Regions from separate parts of the Rattus norvegicus genome. Here region 2 is linked to region 1. Evidence: chromatin contacts called from public Hi-C data. All regions are on one chromosome and are shown on one strand. Each heading gives the region's core, a stretch centred on a gene start, on an enhancer-like site or on the middle of the called end of the contact. The rest is flanking DNA. Distances are from core to core; before and after follow the strand shown. Region 1 overlaps Sik3 (SIK family kinase 3). Region 2 holds the start of Apoa4 (apolipoprotein A4).

What was found. A called contact is a pair of places that touch in the nucleus more often than the background predicts.
Region 2: a Hi-C map of kidney shows a contact between it and region 1, with 2.1 times the contacts expected there. The contact joins the promoter of Apoa4 here to the enhancer-like site in region 1.

What each region holds. Positions count from the first base shown.
Region 1 is chr8:55,321,304-55,327,045 of GRCr8, forward strand. Sik3 (SIK family kinase 3) reads left to right here. Exons shown (of 25, transcript NM_001271216.2): 3 at 1,868-1,931. Among named protein-coding and RNA genes, the nearest start is that of Apoa1, 100 kb to the right of the region's middle. Within about 2 kb of position 2,023, at least 4 of the 93 cell types and tissues checked have an H3K27ac peak or open chromatin away from gene starts, as enhancers often do. A contact at or near this core is called in kidney, where this site is marked.
Region 2 is chr8:55,433,953-55,439,907 of GRCr8, forward strand. Apoa4 (apolipoprotein A4) reads left to right here and starts at 1,827. Exons shown (of 3, transcript NM_012737.2): 1 at 1,827-1,967; 2 at 2,243-2,369; 3 at 3,052-4,208. The coding sequence starts at 1,919. The coding sequence ends at 4,051.

The DNA.
Region 1 (5,742 bases), core at 773-3,272:
AGCAGTTGTTGTGTCGAAAGGACATAGCTATTTTGCTTGAAGATGAACTTAAAATGTATTCATATGATGGATTATTCTAAAGCCATTAAAAGGAAAGGCAGGCATGGTAGAACATGTCTGTAGTCACAATACTTGGGAGGCTAAGACAGGATTACAAGTAGAGCCCAGACTGGACTGTGTAGTGAGTTTCATATTAGCGTGGTGTTTAGTAAGTTCCTCTCTCAAAAACAACTCTCCCAACCAACCAATAAACACGCATATGCACGCACACACACACACACACACACACACACACACACACACACACACACCACCACCACCACCAAACCCCTTAAACATGTTACCACTCTACACATATGTGGTGTTGATGTTTAAAGATAAAAAAGAAAGCAGCCAGCAAGCAGTATAATTAATGAACCACATGTACTAAAAGTGTGGGTCTGAGAGCTTGAGAGACTGTTCTTCTAGAGGTCCAGAGTTCAAGTCCCAGCAACTATATGGTGGCTCACAACCATCTGTAATGGGATCTGATGCCCTCTTTTAGTGTGTCTGAAGACAGCTACAGTGTACTCATGTACATTAAATAAACAATGGCCAAAGTGACTGAGGAACTAAACTTTTAAAAGAATTTCTTTTTAAATTTATTATATGTATTTGTGTTTTGCCTGAATGTCTGTGCATATGGATGTTCGATTACCTGGAACTGGAGCTACATACAGTTACACACTGCTATATGGATGCTGAGAATTCAACCTAGATCCTTAAGAACAACCAATGCTTTTGTAACCCCTGAGCCATCTCGCCAGCCCTAATGTAATTTATTTTAACTTAAGTTCATTTTAAGTAAAACTCAAACAGTCTAAAATTGTTTTATGATTATTAAAAGGATAATGCTTGGGCTGGAGAGATGGCTCAGTGGTTAAGAGCACTGACTGTTCTTCCAAAGGTCCTGAGTTCAAATCCCAGGAACCACATGGTAGCTCATAACCATCTGTAATGAGATCTGATGCCCTCTTCTGGTGTGTCTGAAGACAGCTACAGTGTACTTATATATAATAAAACTTTTTTAAAGGATAATTCTTTAGGCATATGAAGGTAAACGGCGACCATTGTTTCTGACTTCTGTTTTAAATTGTGGCCTTAGACAACATGGGCACTACAGCTCGGTTGTGTTCATCCCAACATCCTTAGGGAGATGCCCAGTGCTAAGTATAAGTGTCTCTGTGAGAATGGGTGTAGATAGGAGATAGAAGCCTTTGGTCTTTGGTTTACACAGTAGGTGCTTAAAATGTTTACAGCTATCCTGACAAATTCATACATGAGTTTGGCAAAAAACAAAACAGTGCTCACTGTGGATTTTTAAAAAGTTGTGAGTAGACTGGACAAATGAAATACACATAAATGAATTACATTATTGAAAGGTATTTTATGGGATACAGTATTGATTGATAGTTTATGGGACCCCTCCTTTTATGAACAAATGGTTCATAGAAGAATTCACATTTCTATTTAGAAATCAAATCCTGTGTGGTTTCTGGATGTTCCTTGATGACACAATGTTTTCCCTAAGGCTCTCCCACTGGGCTGGTGATGTGTGAGGAGAGCCTTGAGTTGTAATTGAGGTTGAAATTGAACTTTTTCTAGTTCTTAGCAACGTCTTTGCTTCTCAGCTTATTGGATTACAGAGACCTGGGGACAAAGAGGACCATGCCTCTGAAGCAGTAAATGTTCCCATTTCCCCTTCCTCACAATGCTATGTCCCCTCCCATGTGTTGTGCCCTTTAAGGAGGGCTGTTACCATCAGAGACAATGGTTCTGCTGGACCAGCCGGCCACCTGTGTCACATCACTGTCTTGCCTTTGCACAGGTCATGGAGACAGAGCGCATGATTTACCTGGTGACAGAATACGCTAGCGGAGGGGAGATATTTGGTGAGTACCTTCACTGCATCCTTTAAACAACCCTTAAGTACACTATGCCAACCCAGAGTAGCTGTCCTGTGTCTCAGCTGTCCTGATGCTGCCCTCTGTGCCATCATGGTAATTTCAGGTTTTGGTTTGTTTGTTTAGCCAGTTAAACCCCTCCACTGTGTTTATTCTTGAGCAAAGGTGTTTTGTTTGCTCTAGTTAGATGTTAACAGTTGAGATAAAAGATTTCAAAACCAAATATTCCTGCCAGTCATGTGACTGGGTCTTTTCTGTTGCCAGGCTGTAGCTGAGTTTGCCAGGAGTGATGGAGATCCCTCATGTGTGGGAGCCCCTGGTGTGATGTGAGGAAGGGCCCCACCTTCTTAACCTTTGTTTAAATATATCTTTGAGACCTGTACCTTGCTGTGTGCACAGTCCCCCAATGGCTCTGATCATCTGCCTCCGGTAACTGCTGTTTCTTCTTGACTTGACCTTTGTACATCATGAGATCTTGACCTTTGTACATCATGAGATTTAGTTCCAGGCAAACCTCACTTGGACTTGGTAAAAACTAAAGCAAGAATTCTCTGTGCTGACAGCAATTAACACTACCAAATAGAGGTAAAAGGCAGATTGTGAAACTTAAATTCCTGTCTTTTATAAGAACCAGTACTAATTTACAATACATTTAGAAGTATATCACTTTTCTTACCAATTTATTTATTCACTTTATCTCCTGATCACAGCCCCCTACCTCCTTACTCCCATCCAACCCTTATAAATCCCCCCATTATCCCCTCCCCTTCTCCAAAGGGAAGGCCATCCTTGTGTACCACCATGCCCTAGGACATCTAATAGAAGCAGGACTAAGTTCATCCGTTCCCATTGAGGTGTCACCCGGCAGTCCAGCTAGAGGAAGGGGACGGGTCCGATGGCAACTTAGTCACAAACAGCCCCTGCTTCAGTTATTCGGGGACTCACATGAAGACCAATCTGCACATCTGCTAGAAATGTGTATGGCACCTAGGTCAGCCCTGCACACGCTGTGTTTGGTGGTTCAGTCTCTATAAGCTCCTAGGACCCCAGTTAGTTGCCGTTGTAGATCTTGTGGGATTGCCCAGTTCTGTGTCCCACTCTTCCACAAGACTACCAGGGCTGCTTCTATTGTTTGGCTCTGGGTCTCTGCATCTGTTCCATCAGCTGTGGATGAGGTCTCTCAAAAGACAGTTATGCTAGGCTCCTGTCTGTAAACATAGCAGAGCATCATTAATAGTGTCAGAAGTTGGTCTCTCTCATGAAGTGGGTCTCATCTTGGACCAGTCATTGATTGGCAGTTCCCTTAGTCTCTGCTTCATCTTTTTCCCTGCACATCTTGTAGGCAGGACATATTTTGGGTTGAAGGTTTTGTGAGTGAACTGATGACTTCCTCCGTCCACTGGAGGAAGTTCTGTCTGACTACAAGAAGTGGCCATTTCAGCCTTTATATCTCCAGTTGTTTGGGAGTCTTAGCTAGGATTACCCCATAGACTCCCAGGAGACTTTGCACCTTTAAAGTAGACATTCCTCTTAATTAATAGCTATGTGGTGTGGTGTGAAGTGCTTGTATGTGCATTTGTAGGCTAGGCCAGACATGGTGATGCATACCTTAATTCTAGCACTCTGAGTACAGAAGCAGCAGGATCAGCCTGATGTATATAATAAGTTCCAGATCAGCCAGGGCTACATAGAGGAACCTTGTCTCAAAAAAACCCCAATGAATTTTTTTTTTCAGAAAAAGTATCATTGTCACTTCTATTTCTCCTTTAATGGAGAACCAAGTACAATGCTCAAAGAGATACTTCAATTCAAAGAAATTGGCACATTAAAATCTCAGAATAATAATATTGTATATCAAGAATGTAGTGTAGGCTTTTAGTGCACATGATAATTCCGTGCCTATCAGTTATTTTGAAGGTGATGTCTCCATATCAAGACACTGATTTTCCCTCCATGAAGAAATCTCATAGAACACAAACATGGAGATCTACATGTATTTTAAACCAGGAGAATGCAAGCTGTGAAGTCTGTACAGGAGTACAACTGTGCCATACCAAACACAGACGTCGTCTTTCTGGTTTAATGAGTCCATAGAGTGGAGAATAGAAGCATGTCAGAGACTAGGAAAGAGAAGTCACCTGATGCGGCTGGGGAATACATGGAGGCCTGACAACCAGGCACACGCTTCACTGAAACTGCTTCACTTTGGGCCACAAATGTACACAAAAGCAAGTGGACAACTTTTGTTACCTAACGCCTTTTATAAGCTTTGCTCTGAAAGGAAGCAAAGCATTTCTGAAGCCATGAGCAGTCTGTTAGCCATGTCATGGTAAGACCTTTGTTCATAGAGAGGCGCTGATAGCCTTAGAATAAAAGAGCCTGGCTCATCCTAATGTTCCTGACGTTCTGAGCAAACGCTGCATGTGGCCTGCTTTGGGAACGCAGTTCTTTTCTGATTGATTTTTCAAGGCAGGTTTTCTCTGTGTAGCCTCAGCTATCTTGGAACTCACTCTGTAGGCCAGGCTGGCCTCAAATTCATAGCAATCCACCTGTCTCTGCCTCTGAGTGCTGGGATTGATGACAAGTGCCACCATGCCTGGCAAGAAAACAGATCTTTAAAGGAAAGATAAGAGTCATTTTGGTCGTAGCCCCTTTGTGTATATGCAGCACTAGTACACAGAACACAGTTTTGGTATTATTAAAAGGAAATATCACACAATTATCTGTTACAACATAGCATATAATTATCTGAGTAAATATAGTATTAATTGACATGATTAGTATTGGGGTGCGCGTGTAGGAGTGTTCATGCCACGACACGCATGTGGAGAGGTCAGACTACAACTTGCAGGAGCTGCTTCTTGTCTTCCACCTCGCTTTGTGGCCAAGTCTCTCTTTCTACCACTCACTGTCTATACCAGGCTAGCCTTCCCATAAGATTCTCTGTCTCTGCCTCCCATCTCAATGTAGAGACCCCAAGATTATAGACACTGCAGCACCTGACTTATCACATGGCTTCCAAGGATCTGAACTCTAACCATCAGGCCACAGGGTAAAACCTGAGCCAGAGCCATCTATCTCCTTGGCTCATAGTAGACTTTTTAATGATCCAGGTTCAGAAAATAAAAAGACGATTACCCAAATAAATTACTAAAACCTCACATAGATTTGTGGAGGAGCTCCATGACAGAATGGCTTGCCTAACCTGTGCCAAGGCCTGTGTTTGGTTACTATTGAGTCAAACCCTAAATCAGTTGAACAGCGAGACTGCACAAGGATAAGGTGTCTCGGGGCCCTGATTCTCAAGTTTCTGTGTAAACGATAAGAGAAGAGGCGAGTAGTCAAGAAGTGAGGTGTTGAGGGAAAGAGGTGTATGCAGTTCAGTGATAATATGCCACATAGCACACATGAGACCCCGGATTCCATTTCAGCAAAGGTGACTGTGTGGGTTGGGGTGGTGGTAGTGCAGGGGCTGGAGATGGATAGGTTCAGATCAGACCTTTGCCTCCTACTTGCTTTTTAACTTGAGTCAAGTTCTTGGACTCAGTTCTTGGTCTCTAGTGTAAGGTCTACAGTTGTGTAGATGGAATAGGGCTCGTGATATAGCATATTTATAATAAGTCCCGCCCTCTGTAAGTCCCTAGGTTTGACCTCCAATTTTGGGTGATGGGATGAGTGTAATGAGCCAGCATTTATAGAGCTTTGGCATATGCTTACTTTTGCCTTCATGTTAAAGAACAAATGGGAGTGTTCAGGACGCCAATGCTACACAGAGAAACCCTGTCTCAAAACAAACAAA
Region 2 (5,955 bases), core at 577-3,076, 110 kb after region 1:
AGGAGGTGGAGCTCTAGCTAAGGTGTCCTACGTGACTCATCCCCCATCGGTTCTGACCTTTGGGCCCAGCGTAGGCTGGACCAGGACCGATTAGGCAAAGCAAGATGAGGACCAATGGGTCAATGGTACAGAGAGACCAATTCTTTAGAGGCAAAGCATAGCTAATATTCAACGAGGAGAACCTACGGGGAGCCAGATTATCTCACAGAATCTTCACAGCCGAGATTCATCTAAGACCACTACAGCACACACTGTGTGGAATCCAGATGCAAACTCAGGGAGTCTACTCCAGAGCCTGAGCTCAGAAAACACAAAAGACCAACAAGATGACTCAGTGCACAAAGTCACCCAGCCTGATGACATCGGTTTAATGCCTTGGAAACCAAACGGTAGGAGGAGAGAACAGACCTCTCCCACTTCTCATCTGACCTCTATACTCACCCCCACCAAAAACTAGTAAATAAATAAAATTATTATTATTACTATTATTTCATTGTCATTATTTTTGGGTTTTTGAGACAGGGTTTCTCTGTGTAGCCCAAGCTTCCTGAAACTCACTTTGTAGACTAAGCTATCCTCGAACTCACAGAGACCCACTGGCCTCCACCTGAGTGCTGGGATTAAAGGCGTGGACCACCACACTTGCCATAAGTTATTTTTTTAAAACTCACTAAACATGGCTGCTCTAGGAAGGAGTGAGCTCCTGGCCACTGCAGGAGGCTTGAGAGGTGTGGGGAACACTGCAGTGTCATAGGGCCCAGCAGAGGAGGGCAGGTATCCAGCTGTCTTCGGTCTCATGAGACAAGTCAATCTGGACACATTTTTTAAGAAAATGGATGGCCACACAGCAAATCAGGCTGGCACAATTATGGTCTATTCTAATGGCTCTCATTTCATAAATGCTATCTTGTGGACAGCAGTTAATGGGACAATATGATGGATGGGTGTCATCATCTAGTCCCTGGTATGGTCCACTGAGGCTCCACTCAGACCACAGCCTGGCACCTTTCCTGTGGAGATCTTCTGCAACTATATGTGTGGACACATTTACAGTCTCAGTAGGAGATCAAAACATTCACTTTCCACAGCAGTGTAGTCTGTCACCTTCAGAGAGAGAGAGAGAGAGAGAGAGAGAGAGAGAGAGAGAGAGAGAGAGAGAGAGAGAGGTCATTCTGCATGGCTCCTGCATATAGCTGGGGACAGTGGGGCAGTAATCAAACCTTAGCCATCCCCACTCTCTCACTGCTGCCTCAAGCCCACTTGGTGACCCGCTGAGGGAAAGAGTGGCTCTCCCTCTGCCACTGTCAAGAGAGGATCGGGTTCTCCCCTACCTTCCTATCTCTGATGCACACAGAAAATCATTATCATTAATTTCAGCCCTTACTCTGGGCTAAGCTCCCTGAACCCATTTCCCAAGGACCACATAATTTAATATAACAAACTACACGTTGTTCAAAGAAGAAACTTGAGGCTTCAGATAACTAGACTGAGGTGACCCGGCTTGACCGCCATGAAACACAAAGCACATTTATGATTAACTCCTTTGATCCTGGGTTCTGCTCAGGGACTCCCCTAGACTCTCAGGCTGGTTCCTCCTGAAGCTTCTGGCCATCCTTCCCAGCTTCTTGTACAGGGCGGAGCCAACTCAACAAGACAGCTCCCCGAGGCTGCCTGTGTGCTGTCAGCATCCACGTTGTCTTGGGGTCATTAAAGTCCAAGAGGCCTCCTGGGAGTGTGTCACCTTCCAACGTGGAGTCACACTGGGGAGGAGGCGGGGAGAGAAGGCTGGAGGGGCTTTAAATGAGTGGCTGGCCTTGCCTGCCGTCAATCCTCACAGCGACACAGGTGAACCGTTTCTTCTGACGCTAGGAAACATCCAGTGTAGCTGGGGCTGTCCCAACCCAGTGAGGAGCCCAGGATGTTCCTGAAGGCTGTGGTGCTGACCGTGGCCCTGGTGGCCATCACCGGTGAGTAGACACTGCTCTCCAGCAGTTGTAGTTCATGAGAGGCAGCCAGAAAAGCCAGCTCTAGAACTCGTGGACAGCTCAGGGTGGCCTTGCGTTTGCCCAGCGGCTCACAAGGACTTTGTTCTCCCTGGCACCTGTGCTCCCTGAGTTATCCCAGGGATGGGGAAATGGGTTGCACTATCCCAACTCCAACATCATCCAGTTCAGAGCTGAGGCGGAGGGACCAGGAGAGAGATGCATCTTCATAAATCACTTGCCTTCTGCTCTCTGCCCAGGGACCCAGGCTGAGGTCACTTCCGACCAGGTGGCCAATGTGATGTGGGACTACTTCACCCAGCTAAGCAACAATGCCAAGGAGGCTGTGGAACAACTGCAGAAGACAGATGTCACTCAACAGCTCAAGTAAGTGGGATCAGACTGCGAGGCTAGGCCTTCTTGAAGCCCATAGCTGACCTCAGAGATGGGACACTGGCAAGATGGGACATCAGAGTCTTGCCTCTCCAGACCTAGATCCTGCCTATAAACAGGGAAGCTGGACCCAGGGACCCATCCCTGTAGTACCTTCCTATCTGCATGTGCTAGCGTTTGGTAAATGGTCAAATCCCATCACCAACTCTTGGTAGAAAGAGGAGAGAGACATGTCCCATAAGGACACGAGGTGCCTGTGCAATCAGGGGGAGGGAGGCTGGGATGTTTGGGGACCCTCTGAGCACATGCAAAGACATCAGACCCCGTGCCACTGGAAGACATGTGTTGCACAATGTGATCCTGTGCTGGGAGGGATGTCAAAGTCCAGTCCCATTCTTTATCCACAGGAAAGGAAAACAAAGTTCTCAAGTCACATGGTGGGCAGATAAGGATACAGAGGCTCAGCAGAAGCCTTGCAGATAAAACTCCAAAGTCGAACTAATCCTAAGAGATTTCCTGAAAGCATGGTCCATCCTGGGGGGTGGGGGGGGGCTACAGGGACAAGATGGAGGCCTCTGTTCCTGAGGACTCACTCCTGACCTAGGCAGGTGTATAAAGCTGAGTGTTCTACAAGTGTATTTAATGGTGCTTCCTTCTCTCTGTTCTTTCCTTGAAGTACCCTCTTCCAGGACAAACTTGGGAACATTAACACCTATGCCGATGACCTGCAGAACAAGCTGGTGCCCTTCGCCGTTCAACTGAGTGGACATCTAACCAAGGAAACAGAGAGGGTGAGGGAAGAGATCCAGAAGGAGCTCGAGGACCTACGGGCCAACATGATGCCCCATGCCAACAAAGTGAGCCAGATGTTCGGGGACAACGTGCAGAAGTTGCAGGAACACCTGAGGCCCTATGCCACGGACCTGCAAGCTCAGATCAACGCACAGACCCAGGATATGAAACGCCAGCTGACCCCCTACATCCAGCGCATGCAGACCACAATACAAGACAATGTGGAAAACCTGCAGTCCTCCATGGTGCCCTTTGCCAACGAGCTAAAGGAAAAGTTTAACCAGAATATGGAAGGGCTCAAGGGGCAACTAACCCCCCGTGCCAACGAGCTGAAGGCCACGATCGACCAGAACCTGGAAGACCTGCGCAGCAGACTGGCCCCTCTCGCGGAGGGTGTGCAGGAAAAACTCAACCATCAGATGGAAGGCTTGGCCTTCCAGATGAAGAAGAACGCTGAGGAGCTCCAGACCAAGGTCTCCACAAATATCGACCAGCTGCAGAAGAATCTGGCCCCGCTGGTGGAAGATGTGCAAAGCAAGCTGAAAGGCAACACGGAAGGACTGCAGAAGTCTCTGGAAGACCTGAACAAGCAGCTGGACCAGCAGGTGGAGGTGTTCCGGCGTGCTGTGGAGCCCCTGGGGGATAAGTTCAACATGGCTCTGGTGCAGCAGATGGAGAAGTTCAGGCAGCAGCTGGGCTCCGATTCGGGGGACGTGGAAAGCCACTTGAGCTTCCTGGAGAAGAACCTGAGGGAAAAGGTCAGCTCCTTTATGAGCACCCTGCAAAAAAAGGGGAGCCCAGACCAGCCCCTAGCCCTCCCCCTCCCGGAGCAGGTTCAGGAACAGGTCCAGGAGCAGGTGCAGCCCAAACCTCTGGAGAGCTGAGCTGTCCCTGGTGTCCTCGGCCCATCACAGCAGCAGACACCTGCCCTGCCCCACCACCTGTCTGTCACTCTGTTCCCAAGCACTTCTCGTACCAGCTTGAGGACACATGTCCTGTGGGTGACGATACCTCCTCTCGTTACTCAATAAAGCATCTGAGAAATTAACCCTGTTGGGTCGCCGTATGATTCCTTGGGGGGCTGGCCTGAGGTGGGGAGGAAATTGATGCTTGGCAAAGCCGGGCAGTATCAGATGTGGACTGGGGGACATAGGGGTGGGGCAGGCAACGAGCCTGCGGGTGGATCAGGGGGTTGGCGTGCTAGAGAGGCGAACACAGAAAAGATGCCCCTCTATCAGAAAACAAAACACACATCCCACTTACAGCTGTTTAGCCAGCAAACAGTTATCAAGTGCCCTTGAGGTTCCAGTGGAGCACCAGTCAAATCAGTCTTCCTGTCACTGTGTCCCTGGGTTACATGCTGACAGGGACACCTGGAGGGCAGCAAGACATAGTCCCTGACTTTGAAGAGTTTACTGTATGGCAAGTCCCTTCTTGTATGTGCTGTGCCTTTGAACTTATTTATACAAAAGTAAGTCACTCTACTGCACTGTAAACTATTCGGGTTTGCTTGGGAAATTTCTCCACCTATGGATAAACCTGTTGACTCCAGAGCTGTACAATAGGTACCACAGGATATGAACGCTTCTTGGAGGCAAAGTTGGAGCAGGTGCCGGAGCTTGCAGAGAACCCTGGCACGCTCTGCCCCGGAGCCTCCTGATGGACGGCTGGCCTGTCTATGACCGAGCTGGTGGTTGCTGGGCTAAGAGATGAACCAATCCATCAGAGCACCCAAGTGGTTTCCTGGGCATAGCCAGCCACAGGCAAGCTGCAGTCTCTGGAATGAATTCTCCCCTGCCCTTGGAGACTTAGAGCCTCCCCAAGGGCGTAGAGCTAGTTCAGGACTTCCACCCAAAGGATTTCACTGGCTGTAGCCTCTGACTCAGGTCTGCAGGTCACATCCCTCTGCCTAGAATGGGGAAAGTCCCTCTGGGATGTTCTAGAATAGACTGGAACATGCTGTGGGTGGTCCCAACTGCTTGGCCTTCTCCTTCCCTTCCAAGGCTTCCCTTTTGAATCATAAGCCCAGGCCTGGGTTTGAATCCTAGTTTCCAGATACCTACGGGGTGATTTAGGGGAGGTAACAAAACCTGTTTGGAAAGGAAAGTGAGGAACCTAGGGGCCAGAATTATTCAGAAAGTCTGATGGTGCCAGGCACTTAATACAACCTTAAGGGTGATGTAAACACTAAGTGTGTGTGTGTGTGTGTGTGTGTGTGTGTGTGTGTGTGTGTGTGCGCGCGCGCGCGCGCGCGCGCGCGCATGCACACAGCCCTAGTGTAGCAGAAACCTAGGAAATGTCCTCTTCTGCTCACCTCCCCAGATTCAGGCCACCAAAACCAGGTAAAGGCACACTCTTTATGTCTCCCCAGCACCTGCTAACCTCAGCTACTCGGGCCAAACTGTCACAGCCACTTCTACTTACCACCCCAGGAAGACACGGGTGACCAGGTGACCACATTTGGCCAGAATACCTGGCAGCAGGAGGCTGGCTGACTGGCTTTAGGAAACACTTGCTTAGAACTCCAAGGCATTACAAGGAGATAGAACAAAGGCTGGTTGGTGTTCTGAGCCTGTCTGGAAGCTTCTGGTAGATCAGTTAAGTGAGCTCTGCCTCTCCAAAGCCTCTGAGTCTCCCAGACCCTTGTTCATAGTACACATCCTTAGTGGGACCTGTATTAGTTGAAATGTTACAACTTGAAACAATGTAAGTAAAGGGGGGAGGGGAGTTAGGTTAGGCTACATGAATAGGTCTTTTTCTGTTTGTTTTCGAAAGTTTGCAACAAAAC